Regions from separate parts of the Drosophila melanogaster genome. Here regions 1 and 2 are each linked to region 3. The links are chromatin contacts, called in public Hi-C maps. All regions are on one chromosome and are shown on one strand. The core of a region is the stretch at or near the end of the contact, and the rest is flanking DNA. Distances in the headings are between cores, read along the strand shown.

Region 1 (4,126 bases), core at 904-3,403, 1.4 Mb after region 3:
TAAAAATCGCAGATGGTATGAATGGAAAAACTCTGAGTATGGAGAAATACCTTTCAGTGTTTTTGTCATTCGTGTGTTTTTGTTTAAAAGAATGCTAGATTTATAGAAATTCCATTTCAGCGCTTTTTTTATCATCTAAATATTTTGCCTTTGAAGAGAAAGCCGTTTGGTTCGTGAGTAAATCTCAATTATTTTGAAAAGACTTAGTAAATTGATTATCAAATTTTCGCGCCTTTGAACTAATGAACTAAATAGCCAAATTTCCCCAGTGTGGAAATTTCCCAGCCAAATTATATTTCAACTTTACTTCTTCGTCAGCTTCATTCGGGCTAATTAATTTTCTTACGGTCCGACATAAATTTGTTGGAAAATATTGCTTTATTTAACAGGGGAAATCTATTAGCTTATCACAAATTGCTCTCAGCACATGCTCAACTGGCAAAGGGACTCGAGCACTTTTCCCGGGAAAATTCAAGTGAAAACTTTGCTCCGCTGCATTTACGAGCTTCCAGATGCCGAAGGGGAAAACATAAACATGACTTTACGTAAAAATTTAAGACTTAGTACACAAGATGCTGCACAGACTTTGTCTCACCGCAGAAACTTGAAGATATTTTCGGTGCGACGATGCAGTTAAAGTTTGCCGGCTCAGGGGTTATTTCGACTTCCGAGATGTGTTGCCTAATAAATTGCTTATATAAGTTTAACGATCTTTTTGTGTGTTGATTTTGATGCGTGCCGGAGTGTAACATTCGGTTAAGTTCTTGGCGGCGGCTTTAGCCAAAAGTGCTGCGCACATAGCCTGAAAAATGAAAAGAGCGGTTTGAATGAAGTCGAAAAGTCGGCAACGCGATGCAGCCAAACAAGTAATATACATAGTCAACTTTCAGGTTGAAGCTGCAAAAGTGCAATTCATTTCAATTTAGGCTAGGAATTTAGATAGTAACACACACATTTTTACCAGCACTGGAGAGCATGAATATGAACGAATGACAAATGGGCAGATTTGAGTGTGCAATTGGGCGTGTCCGCTGGTAATTTGAATGTCTCATGGAAATGTAACCTAGAAGCAATTAATTACGCGCCAAGCTAAAGCGACAGCTTACACATTAAATTAGTAGCACTTGACATATGGTTAAGTATTTTATTATTAGTCAAGAGGGAAGAGGCCAAAAGCGGTAACAAAAATGCCATAACAACAGACACAAAAAGCACATCATTAGTTATAGCCACGATAGGAACTCGAACCATAGGAACGATCTCTCGAGATGGGCAGGCCCAAACGATCTGTATCATCGTAGTAGCCATATCCACGATTCCGCTGACCCTGATAATCCCGCTGCCAATAGCCTGAGTATTGCCTAAAACCTCCATTACCTCCGTAGCCACCATATCCGCCGTATCCGCCTCCTTGGCTACCCAGAATGTTCGTGGTCGGATAACTGCTAGTGGAATAATAGTTATAGCCTTGAGTTGGGTAGTAGCCGGAGGAACCGTAGCTCCCCTGGTTTGGGTAGTAGGTGGTAGATCCATATCCCGAGCCGGGATAGTATCCCGATGAGCCGTAGTAGTTCGTATTGTAGCCGGGATAGTAGGGGTTGCTCGGACGATTATAGTTGTAGCCATAGTTCGGATACCCAGAGCCAGTTCCAAAGAGATTTAACACTACAAGATCGTAGGTAAAGAAGAACAAAGAATTTTTAATTACCTAGTACCTTTATGGGTATAAAAACAATGACGCAATCATATTACTATTTGAAAGAATAAGTAAGGTTTTTGAGATAAAAGATGAGTTAGCCTGTTAGTTGTAACTTCAATATGGAGTACTCACACTTGGCCGAAGTCTCGGCGGTTGCCAAATCACTTGTCGTCGTCCTGGTCGCAGTTGCCACCTGATTTTCTGGGAGGGCGGCACTCCAGGCTCCAGTCACGGCCAACTAAAATGTTATTTAAGCGGCTTTTGTTTTAGGATGTTTACACAAATTGAATATTCCTGCTAGCACTCACCATTAGGGTAAATAGCTTGATGAACATGACACTGGATTTAACCATATTAAAAACAAAACAATCTGAATACGGCGGAACGGTAGACTTCCCGGCAAGAGAGCTTTGGAAACCAAGACAACTGCTTGGCTCGGTTGCTGGACGTTAAATAATTCTGTTTCTCAGACAAGGGGCCAATTTATATTTTTCATTTTCCGGCTGAGTTGCTACGCTCAAGTTGAAGTCGCTGTCGACGTCGTTGAGACAAACAATCCGCAACAGAAACAAAACAAAACAAAGCCCCCAACTCCCGCACTTGTCGCACTTTTGTATCTCACTTGAGGTGAAGCTCGGGCTTATTACTCATACGACACGTTGGTGCGGCCAAAGCGAAACTCCAGCGTAACTTCCCACCTCAGCGGGTGGGAATCCAGCCCTAAAGAGTTCTAACCACTCTGATCAGTCGCAATGAGACCTTTTCTGCCAGCGATTATCTATGATTATTGAATAATACGCGTAATATTCTCAATTACACGAGGCAGGTGACAAAATAAATGCCCATCTTGCCAGTGCGTGAGCCGGGTTTAATTTTACCCACCTATTTGCCTTTGCAAAACTTTAACAAACACAAATAGCCAAAGCAAAACCAAAAACAAAACCGAAACAAAAACAGTGAAAAGCCCCGCCCCGGTAAACCATTGAATATTTACCCTCAGTTCACAGATCGCATTTCTTTCAAGTTTCCCGCCATCTGGCAATGAATGAGAATGCTGAAAACGCTGCTGGCCAGGTCGTGTTGGCTTAGTATATCTTTAATTCCAATTATCCACAGAGAGTTTGCTATCTAAATATTTAGCTTATTTGACATTTTGTTGGTTTTTGTTAACTTTTTTGTGGTGCTAACCTCTTGCATAATCGCCGGTTATCGTGGTGGAGCAAATAGGCCGCCAAATATTTTGTAATTCTTAAAGGCCCTGTGAAGTAGTAAGCCCATTCATAAAACTCTAGTTCCGACTCGCACTAGAAAGCATGAAAATTATCTCAAAAGTGTATTTGTGTTTACCCGAAAATCGACCTCCAGCCGAACGCAAAAACCAACTTAAAGAGTTCACAGCTAATGTCAAAGATACGATGTGTGAAAAGTATCGCGTATTTTGCGACATGCGGGTATTGCAACTCTTTAGTTAAATACCCAACATAGTCGTAAAATTTATCCCACAACTGGGTTACTCATGGATCCAAGGTAAAATTGTTACAAGCACAAGAGATACGAGCTCGTAAAGACTCATCTTATCAAGAATTTAATAATAAGATGCCAACGAGACTTCCATCTTCTATAAAAATAACATTTCCAGTTAATAATTTAATAAATGCTAATGAAATATCTAAGGCCTGTTTTCTTTAAGCTGTGGGCAAAATTATGCCGAGCCTCCAAAGCTTAAAGGCATTTCACTGCCATGAACTCCATTTTATACTTATCAAAACAACAAAGGGAAAAAACATCAGAATAAAAAAAATAAACAGAAGCTATCCATTTCACTCTGGCTTCATGGCCTCTCTTTGTTTGTCTATTGATTTCAGGTCCTTTTCCAAGGACCTTACCTGGTCGGATTGCTCATGCAAAGGAGCCTTACACATATTTGCAAATGGGAAATTTTCTTGCCAAATGACGACAGCCATTTTACACACCAGGCAATTCTAATTAGCATAACTCGACTTCAGTTAACCGTGCAAAATTTAAATCAACAGTTAAATTCATATTCCTAGTTTGATCGTATGTTGTTTCAAATTTATATGTTTCTTTTTAAATTATTTATTAAACATATCTTATATACACTTACTACCCCTTAACTGGGATAATAGGGAAAAATAGGGAACGTGTGAGCCTAACACCAGTCTTTTCTAACATCATTTACACTTATTTTATATAAAGATTTAATTTCCAAATTGGATTCCTGCTTTACTGCTTGCTGTGAGGGGTGCGGTTCAATAAATTTAAATTAGGCTGCGATCTAAGAGATTGCGTAGAGATACAAAATCTTTAAGAGAAAAAAATTGTTGCTAGATGAAGAGGTGCCTTTCATGCTTTTCACAAATGCCAGCATACTTTTAGGCTTAAACATCTTCAGGTACCGTAGAAACA
Region 2 (4,154 bases), core at 467-2,966, 1.5 Mb after region 3:
ATGTTGTTCAGCTGCCTATTTGCCGCTTGGTCATTTGAATAACAAAACCTTGAACAGAGGGATTCCCAGACAGGATATCGAATTGGGCACCGAACTCAAGTTTCATTTTCTATTCCCTCCAGCGAATCCGGCAAATCTTGCGAGTCCCACCGAGGAATGCGGTTGTGTGCGACTGGGCAAATGCAAATGGTTCAACGTGGCCAAGGGATGGGGCTTCCTTACACCCAACGACGGCGGCCAGGAGGTGTTCGTCCATCAGGTGGGTACTCTCTTTCTTGGATGAAACTGAGGTCTTTCCTTAATGCAAGGCCTTATGTACTATCCGATAGAATATGGAAAATCGGTATAATAATTTAATATTTAATGCATTAATTCAATATAATTCTCATTATAAACGTATGCATATAGAGCGTCATCCAGATGTCAGGTTTCCGATCACTGGGCGAGCAGGAGGAGGTGGAATTCGAGTGCCAGCGCACGTCGCGCGGATTGGAGGCCACCAGGGTGTCCAGCAGGCATGGCGGTAGCTGCCAAGGCAGCACCTACAGGCCGCGAATGTGAGCTCATACCCAATCGTTTAACTAATTTTCCCCATTTTCACCACCTACCCACCAACCACCCAACAGAAATCGCCGGACTCGCCGCATGCGCTGCTACAACTGCGGCGAATTCGCCAATCACATTGCCTCCGAATGCGCTTTGGGTCCTCAGCCGAAGCGCTGTCATCGCTGCCGTGGAGAAGACCATCTCCATGCCGACTGCCCGCACAAGAATGTGGTAAGTGCTCCTCTACGATTCCACAGCCCCATTTCGAGGACTAAGCCCACATCGTTTCGCAGACCCAAAGCCACAGTAATAGCAAAAGCATAAGCAACAATAGCAGCAGCAGTGCAGCCCAAGAGAAGAGCGAGGAGGCCACCTAGGAAGTCCTTGGATCTTGGACTGGTAGTTGGAAGTTAGAAACTTCCTTGACAAGTACAAAATGGAAATCTAAGAAAAAACACGCATCAAATCAAAGAAACCCACGTACAACAAAACTAGCTACTACACTTAGATATTAGCGGGAAGAGACGCGCCCCGAAAACCATCCTATCCTAAGTTTATTTTCTATTTTAACATTATTTTCTAGGAACCATAGTTGCTAAGGTTTTTCACTAGATCCCAAGTAAACGAATTAAGCTAGAGAGCATCCCTTGGTCTGTTTTTTGAAATCGGAGCTTTTGCACCCTGGGGCCGAACTAAAAGCTCTGTGCTGATAAGAAAGTCCTGGTCGCGAGTCACGTGGCCACTGACAACAATGGAGCTTTCCTTGGGGCAACAACAAACAGCTACAAATGGAATCACCATGAAAACGCAGAATCACTGTGTAAGCTTGGAAACCTGAAACCCGCCGCTCCCGGCGCTAAAGTCAGCACCCACCACCCCCTGAAAGTGAAACATAGTGAGCAGCAGCAACAACAAACGGATTGGGCGAGGACATGGCCAGGAGGAGCAGGGAAAGGGAAAGTCCTGCCTTTTTTTGGTCGCTCTCTTTTTCTCTCTCTCTTTTTCTCCAGCTGCCTCTCTGCCTCTTGGCTCTTGGCCCTTTTGGCTGTTTTTGTTGTGGTTTAGTTTGCAACATTTTGTTCGGGCTCGCTCTCTCGCGATTTTTGTCCTTCGCCAAGGAAGCAGGAGCAGGATACCCAAAAGGATGCAACTAAGGCCAGCGTCGAGCTCAGTCTCAGTTGATCTCTGCCAGAGAATTGTTGTGTGCAACGCGGCGGAATTTACATTTACACCATATTAACACAGAAAAATATGAAGACCCAAAAATAAAGGACCCTCAAGTCCAATTATCAAACTTAACCAAAAACAATAACTTAGACAACTAAAAGAATTTCAACAAAGTTAACAAAGCGTTTCAGCAACAAATTTTCAAAAACCCACAAACCCCAAAACCAAAAAAAAAACCATTAAAAAAATTAAAATTACACAAAGTAAACGGAAAAAGTTTGTACAATTTTTTTTTTTTGGCATAAAATGAAAACAGTTTTTCAACGCATAAGTTATACAAATATGGAAAGGAAAAATGCTGGCGAAAACTAAGAGTTCAAGGTTAAAAGAAAATGAGAAAATTACCTTTTTAACTGGGCAAACAATAATAAAGCATCAGCATCCACTGATAGAAAACAATAACAATAACAATAGCAACGTCAACGTCATCGCATATTCATTTGGGCCAAACCACAACCACTCGTACCCACACACAAGCACACACAAGAGCACAACAACACCAACACACCCAGAGGCACACAAACACACACACACACACACACTGGGAATTTACAACCAGATTTACATGGGGAGCGCCTGTTATGTAATATCCTCCTTCTGACGCTGTCTCCTGTCATGTTCCAAGTCCTTGTTCCTTGTTCCCTGTCCCCATTTCTCGATTTCGCGATTCTCGCGTACGTGTGAGTGTGTGTCTGTTTGCGTGTGTGTGTGTTTTGGGGGTGTGGCATGGCATGCACCTCGGATTTGCTGCCCCTACGGGTGCTAATTTGATTTAACTCGCTGCATGGGCACGGCATTGAGACACCACGACGAAGGACGAAGGACACTGGCCGCCCATCCCAGCTATTGGTAAATCATAAAAATAGGGACGCGCCAAGGTGTGTCTGCCTTTTTTTATGGCATGCAAATCGAGGCCGTAACACAAAAAAAGAAAAACACACGCATATTACGCATACGCCGCGCGCTCGGCGATTAGATGGCTGGGAAGAAAAGAAGTTATTGGGTTGGGCCTAATTAACGAATGTGTGTCATAATGCGACAGGCGTTAGTAGGTCAAGTAGATGCGATGCTGGGCGATTGGAGGTCGCCGCAGGTTCGGTGGGGGAAAAGCTCTGGCCAAAAGGGCAACCCGAGGACGAGGATGGGAACGAGGTGAGATGAGTCGCGTTTTTGGAGAGCAAACTGGGCGACAAGCCCGAGTACGAGTGCGAGTAAATAAATATATGGGCGTTTCTGGGCATTCAGGCATTATTGCACATTCGCCCCGTGGACGAGGGTTTAGCCTAATCCCCACTCGCATTTCAATTATATTGCATTTTTATAAATTCTCAATGTTTCCTTCACTCAATATCTTTCTCTCTGACTGTCGTTTGCACCACACTTTCACTTTTTTACTTTACCTCACCCACATTGCGATTTGTACTCGAATTAATGTTTTTCACTCCCTACTCTTGCACAGGCAAATGTAAGAATGAATCTGTACTCTGTATCTGGCATGATTCCAACTAAGGAAAACGAAAACTCTAACCTAAATCAATTAATCTAAATAGTTCTCAAACGGTTTAAAGTTCCAACAACACAATGTACAAAGTCTAAACATGTTTAAAACTTCTACTTAAAACTAAAAACTTAACCGAAATCAAGGACACTTCAGTTAAAGTGCTAAATCCATAAGGAAACATCACTCAATCTTCCAAATAAACTAAGAAAAGGTAAGTGCCTTGGAATTTCTTCCTAATATATAAATGTTTAGTTTATTTTTACTATTCTGAGTGTTACATTTAGCGTTTAATGCAAACTTTGAGCACCACTTTCCACTTGAATGAAGTAGTTCAATTAAATTAAATTATTGTACACAGTTCCATACGCAAAACTTTGCTTAGGGAGATCGACTCCACGACGAAATGAGCTATAAAGGCAGCTTTTCCACGGCCAAATTCCATGCGGGAAGTCCGCGGCACACGTAAATGCAGCAGTTGTAGATATTCGGCTCCACTTTTCCTTGCTGTACGAGAGATAGGATAGAGCACAGGCTGCCCAGATGGTAGTTGGGTTGATCGTTCATGGTGGGCGTGGTTTCATCTTTTCCTAAATTTAAAAGAATTCCTTAAATATGTAACTTAATAATATAAATAAGACATTACCTTTTATAATGCCATTTTTGAGCCAAGGCACCCGATCAATATGTGTCCACGGAATCACTTTGTTATCCCCCGGGGCCAACCAACGACTCAATATTGTCACCGAAACAGTATCCATATTACCATCCAAGGCGGGCATGAGAGTACCAACTATCGAAGGACACAGAGCTCCATGGTAATAATCATGGGCTCCATACAATGCGCTGTACAGGCCCGTGCCCAACATGCGTGTAGAATCGC
Region 3 (4,335 bases), core at 195-2,694:
TCATAACCATAGTGCCTGATATATCACCATAAACCACGTTAAAACATACTTCATACTGTGTTTTAAAACATACTGTGTTTTAAAAATGCGCTAGTACAGATAATACCGATAAACAAGGCCTTTTGCCAAATGGCTGACTCAAGAGAATGAAATCCGGGTGGAAATACTTTTAGATAAGCAAAGCTAAAGCAAAACAAAATATTTCAGTTTGTCAACAACTTGGTAAAGTGCTCCTCAAGGGTATACAAAACTTCGGATATGAAAAATCTCGATTATTTGTTTCGTTTTTTGTTTGGGCAATGCTGTAACTGTAGTTGTCTTGTTGTGGATTTCGTCGGACTGCACTTAATCCCCTGTGCCGGCGACATATACAATTTCACTTGGGGCTGCCCAGGGGCGGTTGGAATTGCGTAACCCCGACTTGACGAGGGCCAAATGGCCGAAGGGTACGGGTAACCCATCCCCAACCCCATCCCACCCACAAAAGCCCGATGCATTTGTATGAGTGCATTTGAGGCAAAGTGCTGCTAATGGACGGAACTAATGTCAATTTACATTGCGGAAGCTACCATGCTGCAATAGTTGGGTTGAGATCATCCAAAGGGTCTTCCTTCTACAGTGGATACTCCACAAGTAGCACCTATGTATTCAGACTTGCTTTTATTGCAGCACAATTAATTAGGATTATATTAGCTCATCTTTATAATGTATACTGTTCGAACTTGGGATATTATTCATATCGAAATTTCCAGAGCTTTACTAACTACTACTAATTGTTTGATTTATGGATAACCAACTGTTTTCTCGATCTTCGATTTGAATCACCCGCACTGACAATGCCTCAAAATCACCTAAATCATCTTCAAGCTTTCGAATTACGCATGCATTACACATGTGTGTACATGCATGTATATATTCCTATATACATATGTATGTACATAAATACTTGTTCGACTTATCAGCGAAATGAGGTCATTCCTTGTTAGACGCTGGCAATTTCAAGACCATTTTTGGCTAATTTTTGGCATTTGGCGCGCGAAGATAAAATCTTGACAACGCAGCGCCAAATAAAGTCAATGCAGCTCTAAACTCACGCACACACCCGTGCAAAAGTTGATTTTTTTTTGGGCAATTTGTTTATTGTGTTGTTTTGTTTGGCGCTCTTCGGTTTTTGGGTGGGGGGTGCGGTTGTTGTTGCTATTTGGTACTTACTTTGCGCTGGGCCTCGGCGGCAAAACCAGACTTCGCTGCACGGTTGGACGCCATAGTTATTTGATGAAGAAACGGGTTTGCAGGGAGCTAAAATGTAGGTTGGTCTTGGGCTGAACTGCACCACTGTCCACTGGAATGTGTTTGCCGCGGAATAAATCGGAGGGAGCGCAAGGGTTAAGGCCAAGTTGGTTGGGCTACGTCCGTTCGCAACGAAAACTTACTACGTTATGAAAGGCGGTCCGAGCTGCGAAACAGAGGAAAGCTCGCCAACAGTTTAGTGTTGTAAAGCACACTCAGTCTTGTACCTAGTAGGTTGGGTACAACATAAAAGCTCCAAGCTGCGCTTATCAGCGGCAGCTGATTTGTTATGATGGCATTGATGATGTCATACCGCTTTGTTAACGGCAGTTGTTTTTCAAATAATAAAACATGGAACTATCGAGCACTGGAAACAATTTTACACTATATAAGTATAAATTTAAAATTTCTGGTTCATTTGCCTTCTAAACCAGTAACTTTTGTTTTCAATAGGTTTTGAAAAGATAATGAATCTGAATCAGTATGATTTCCATGATCCACCTGTTGCTTTACTTTTAATAGAAGTCAACCACTATTAGTGCTACTTTTTGCGGTTGTGTACAAACTATCCGATAAGATTCGCCAGAGTAAAGTTCCATTGAAAACTTCCTATGTTCCCCCTTATCGAGAGGTTCTTGCAGCAGCATTCCATTCAGATGACCATGACATTTTTGGGGGACTTTCTGGAAACCAAGAAGTAGCGAATCGCATTTGGATGATTGCCTTGAGAATTAGTTACAGTTTATTCACATAAATATATATTTTGTTTAATCGTATAAATTATGCAATTGTGGATTTACGATAAGAAGCGAATTTCTTTAGTGTTTCAGTGTGGTTCTAAATAAATAGGGGAATTGCTTGTATAATTTGTTGTTCTATTTGTCGTGTTTGTTTTTTTTTTTTTATGTGTGGGTTGTGATATATTTAATATTAGAAATACATAATTCAGCTTGATCTTCAAAGGTTTGTTATGTTGGTAGCATACACATTTAACTTATGTGGGCTTGTCTTTTGTTTTGATTATATCGCCATTTGGTTTATAACATAGGAAAGCAGTAATTAACTAGAAGTTAGGGCTTATTAGTTGCATACACATATTGCCATTATAATATATTATTCTATTAACGGTTTTCGCATGCGAATAATATGCCTGCTATATCTGTTTTTATAACCGATCTGCATACATCGATCATGCATCCTACTAATTGTTAAGGCCCTTTCGCTCAGATACAAGTGGGTAGTGTGTGATTTTCGTATTATATATAAATCGATTCATTTTTTACAATCTGTTATGCATGCTTCGAGGGGGACGACTCTTTAAAAAATAATCATCATAATTTATTTTTGCACATGGATAAATACAAATTACAAATATAAATGTGTATATGTATATATAAAAAATCATTTACCAAAAAATATATACGTAGACGCAAAAGAGACGCAATAATATACAGAGAACATTCCTATAATAAAGGGTGACATAAGCATAATCAGATTTGGGACTCCTACTACAAATAGTACAACATGGTAGAACTACCAGTTCCACTAGACCTAGGCATGTGTATATCAAGCACTGACATCTGTGATTACAGTGGGTGTATATATCCGCGTGTAATTGTTTTATTGTTTACAGGCTACCTATGTATCTGCTCGACTAGCTGCGAACAGTATCAGCAAATAATTTCAATTGAATTTCCTTATTTCCTCCTCTTTCCTATGTTTTTTTTTTTTCGTTTGTTTCGTTTTGTTTAAATAAATAATACCTCACGATTCGTTGGCTCAACGTATTAAACTTAACTTACAGAACAACTGTGCAAAGTTGGGCAAAAAATAAAGAGGGGGTTCGAATATGCCCTCCTAGCAGTGAGGCGCTGTAAATGTGGATGGGTTAATGGTATGTGGATACCGCGTCTTCGTATTCTTTTATTGCTTGCTCGGGACCCGTCCACACACAATTCGATCTGGGTGCCCCGTAGAATCTCGCGTTGTTGTTTATACTAGGGGTTTGTTGTCTACTAATTTTATATAATTTTCAATTATATACGCTGCTTCGGCGTCGGCCCAGGCGATTATCCTGCTCTCTGGCTCAAGTTATACTCAATGTAAGCATGCACTTTCAACTTTTGAAGCGAGTTTGTAATTATATTAGATCGAAACGCAACGATTCGAATCGAAAATTGCATCAAATGTTCTTTTTTTTAGCTTAGTTGTAGTACTTCACAAACAGATTTCTTTGATATTAAATTGCTTCGCAAACGATCCCCGATCTCTGAGGAGGATGTCCCCACCATATCTCACGCTTTCTCTTTTAGGGTTTGTCTTAGTTCTTAACTAATTTTTATCTGCAGCTGCTCGGGATCGGTCTTATCGTTACTCCCGCTCTGATTCTGATTCAGATCTATCTATATAATGTGTACGTTTAAATATATAGGTTTTTTTAAGCTTTTACGTTTTCCTGTTTTTAGTAACCATAATTTGTCGCACTGTCCACTCGCATTCCTATATAGATCTCATCCTATAAATAAATACTCCGACTCCACACACATTTAGCTATATCAAGATTTAGGTTTAGAAAACAATCAGTTTGGTTTCCTCATCCAATTCACAGCAGCGATATATCTGTCGTTGGTAGAAACAGGATTATATTAAAGGACTATTATGAGCAATAAATGAAATCAATGGTACCTTTATTTTCGTGACTATCAGCAGTGACTAGCGTGGTGGTTGCCGCTGTGCTCGTCAGCAAGCTGTTGTTATTGTTCAGGTGTAGATCTTGTGACTCGATGCTCAGGTCAATCAGCTGGGTGGCGACCGGAGCGACTACGTCCTGCAGCAGATTGATGTCACTACAATTTGTTGAACGTTAATAATAATTGAGAGAATATCACTTCCCTCCACTCACTTCTTGTTGTTGACATTCTCGATGTGTCCATTGCCGTTGGCCACCGCCGGCACAGTATTGGTGCTCTCAAAGTCCACCAGCAACTTGCCGTTGCTCACCTGCTGCAGGTTCTTGGCATTCTCATCGATGATCATCGTGGAGAA

Evidence for each region. A called contact is a pair of places that touch in the nucleus more often than the background predicts.
Region 1: a contact with region 3 is called in a Hi-C map of the Kc167 cell line, with 3 times the contacts expected there. A contact is called at or near these places in 1 of 107 Hi-C or Micro-C datasets (the Kc167 cell line) and 1 of 7 datasets of targeted methods (the Kc167 cell line).
Region 2: a contact with region 3 is called in a Hi-C map of the Kc167 cell line, with 2.5 times the contacts expected there. A contact is called at or near these places in 1 of 107 Hi-C or Micro-C datasets (the Kc167 cell line) and 1 of 7 datasets of targeted methods (the Kc167 cell line).

What each region holds. Positions count from the first base shown.
Region 1 is chr3L:5,533,606-5,537,731 of dm6, forward strand. It overlaps CG13285, which reads right to left and starts at 2,154. Exons shown (of 4, transcript NM_001259709.1): 1 at 2,008-2,154; 2 at 1,832-1,937; 3 at 1,378-1,665; 4 at 363-802. The coding sequence starts at 2,052. The coding sequence ends at 777.
Region 2 is chr3L:5,656,197-5,660,350 of dm6, forward strand. It overlaps sif (still life), which reads left to right and starts at 1,717. Exons shown (of 35, transcript NM_001104049.4): 1 at 1,717-2,094; 2 at 3,233-3,485. lin-28 reads left to right here. Exons shown (of 5, transcript NM_139726.2): 2 at 123-259; 3 at 409-557; 4 at 627-777; 5 at 840-1,188. The coding sequence ends at 923. Sse (Separase) reads right to left here. Exons shown (of 7, transcript NM_079211.3): 6 at 3,918-4,154; 7 at 3,504-3,861. The coding sequence ends at 3,683.
Region 3 is chr3L:4,120,944-4,125,278 of dm6, forward strand. It overlaps Chd64 (Chd64,), which reads right to left and starts at 1,445. Exons shown (of 3, transcript NM_139603.3): 1 at 1,213-1,445. The coding sequence starts at 1,266. It overlaps ens (ensconsin), which reads right to left. Exons shown (of 13, transcript NM_001300004.1): 11 at 4,193-4,335; 12 at 3,976-4,136; 13 at 1,964-3,909. The coding sequence ends at 3,893.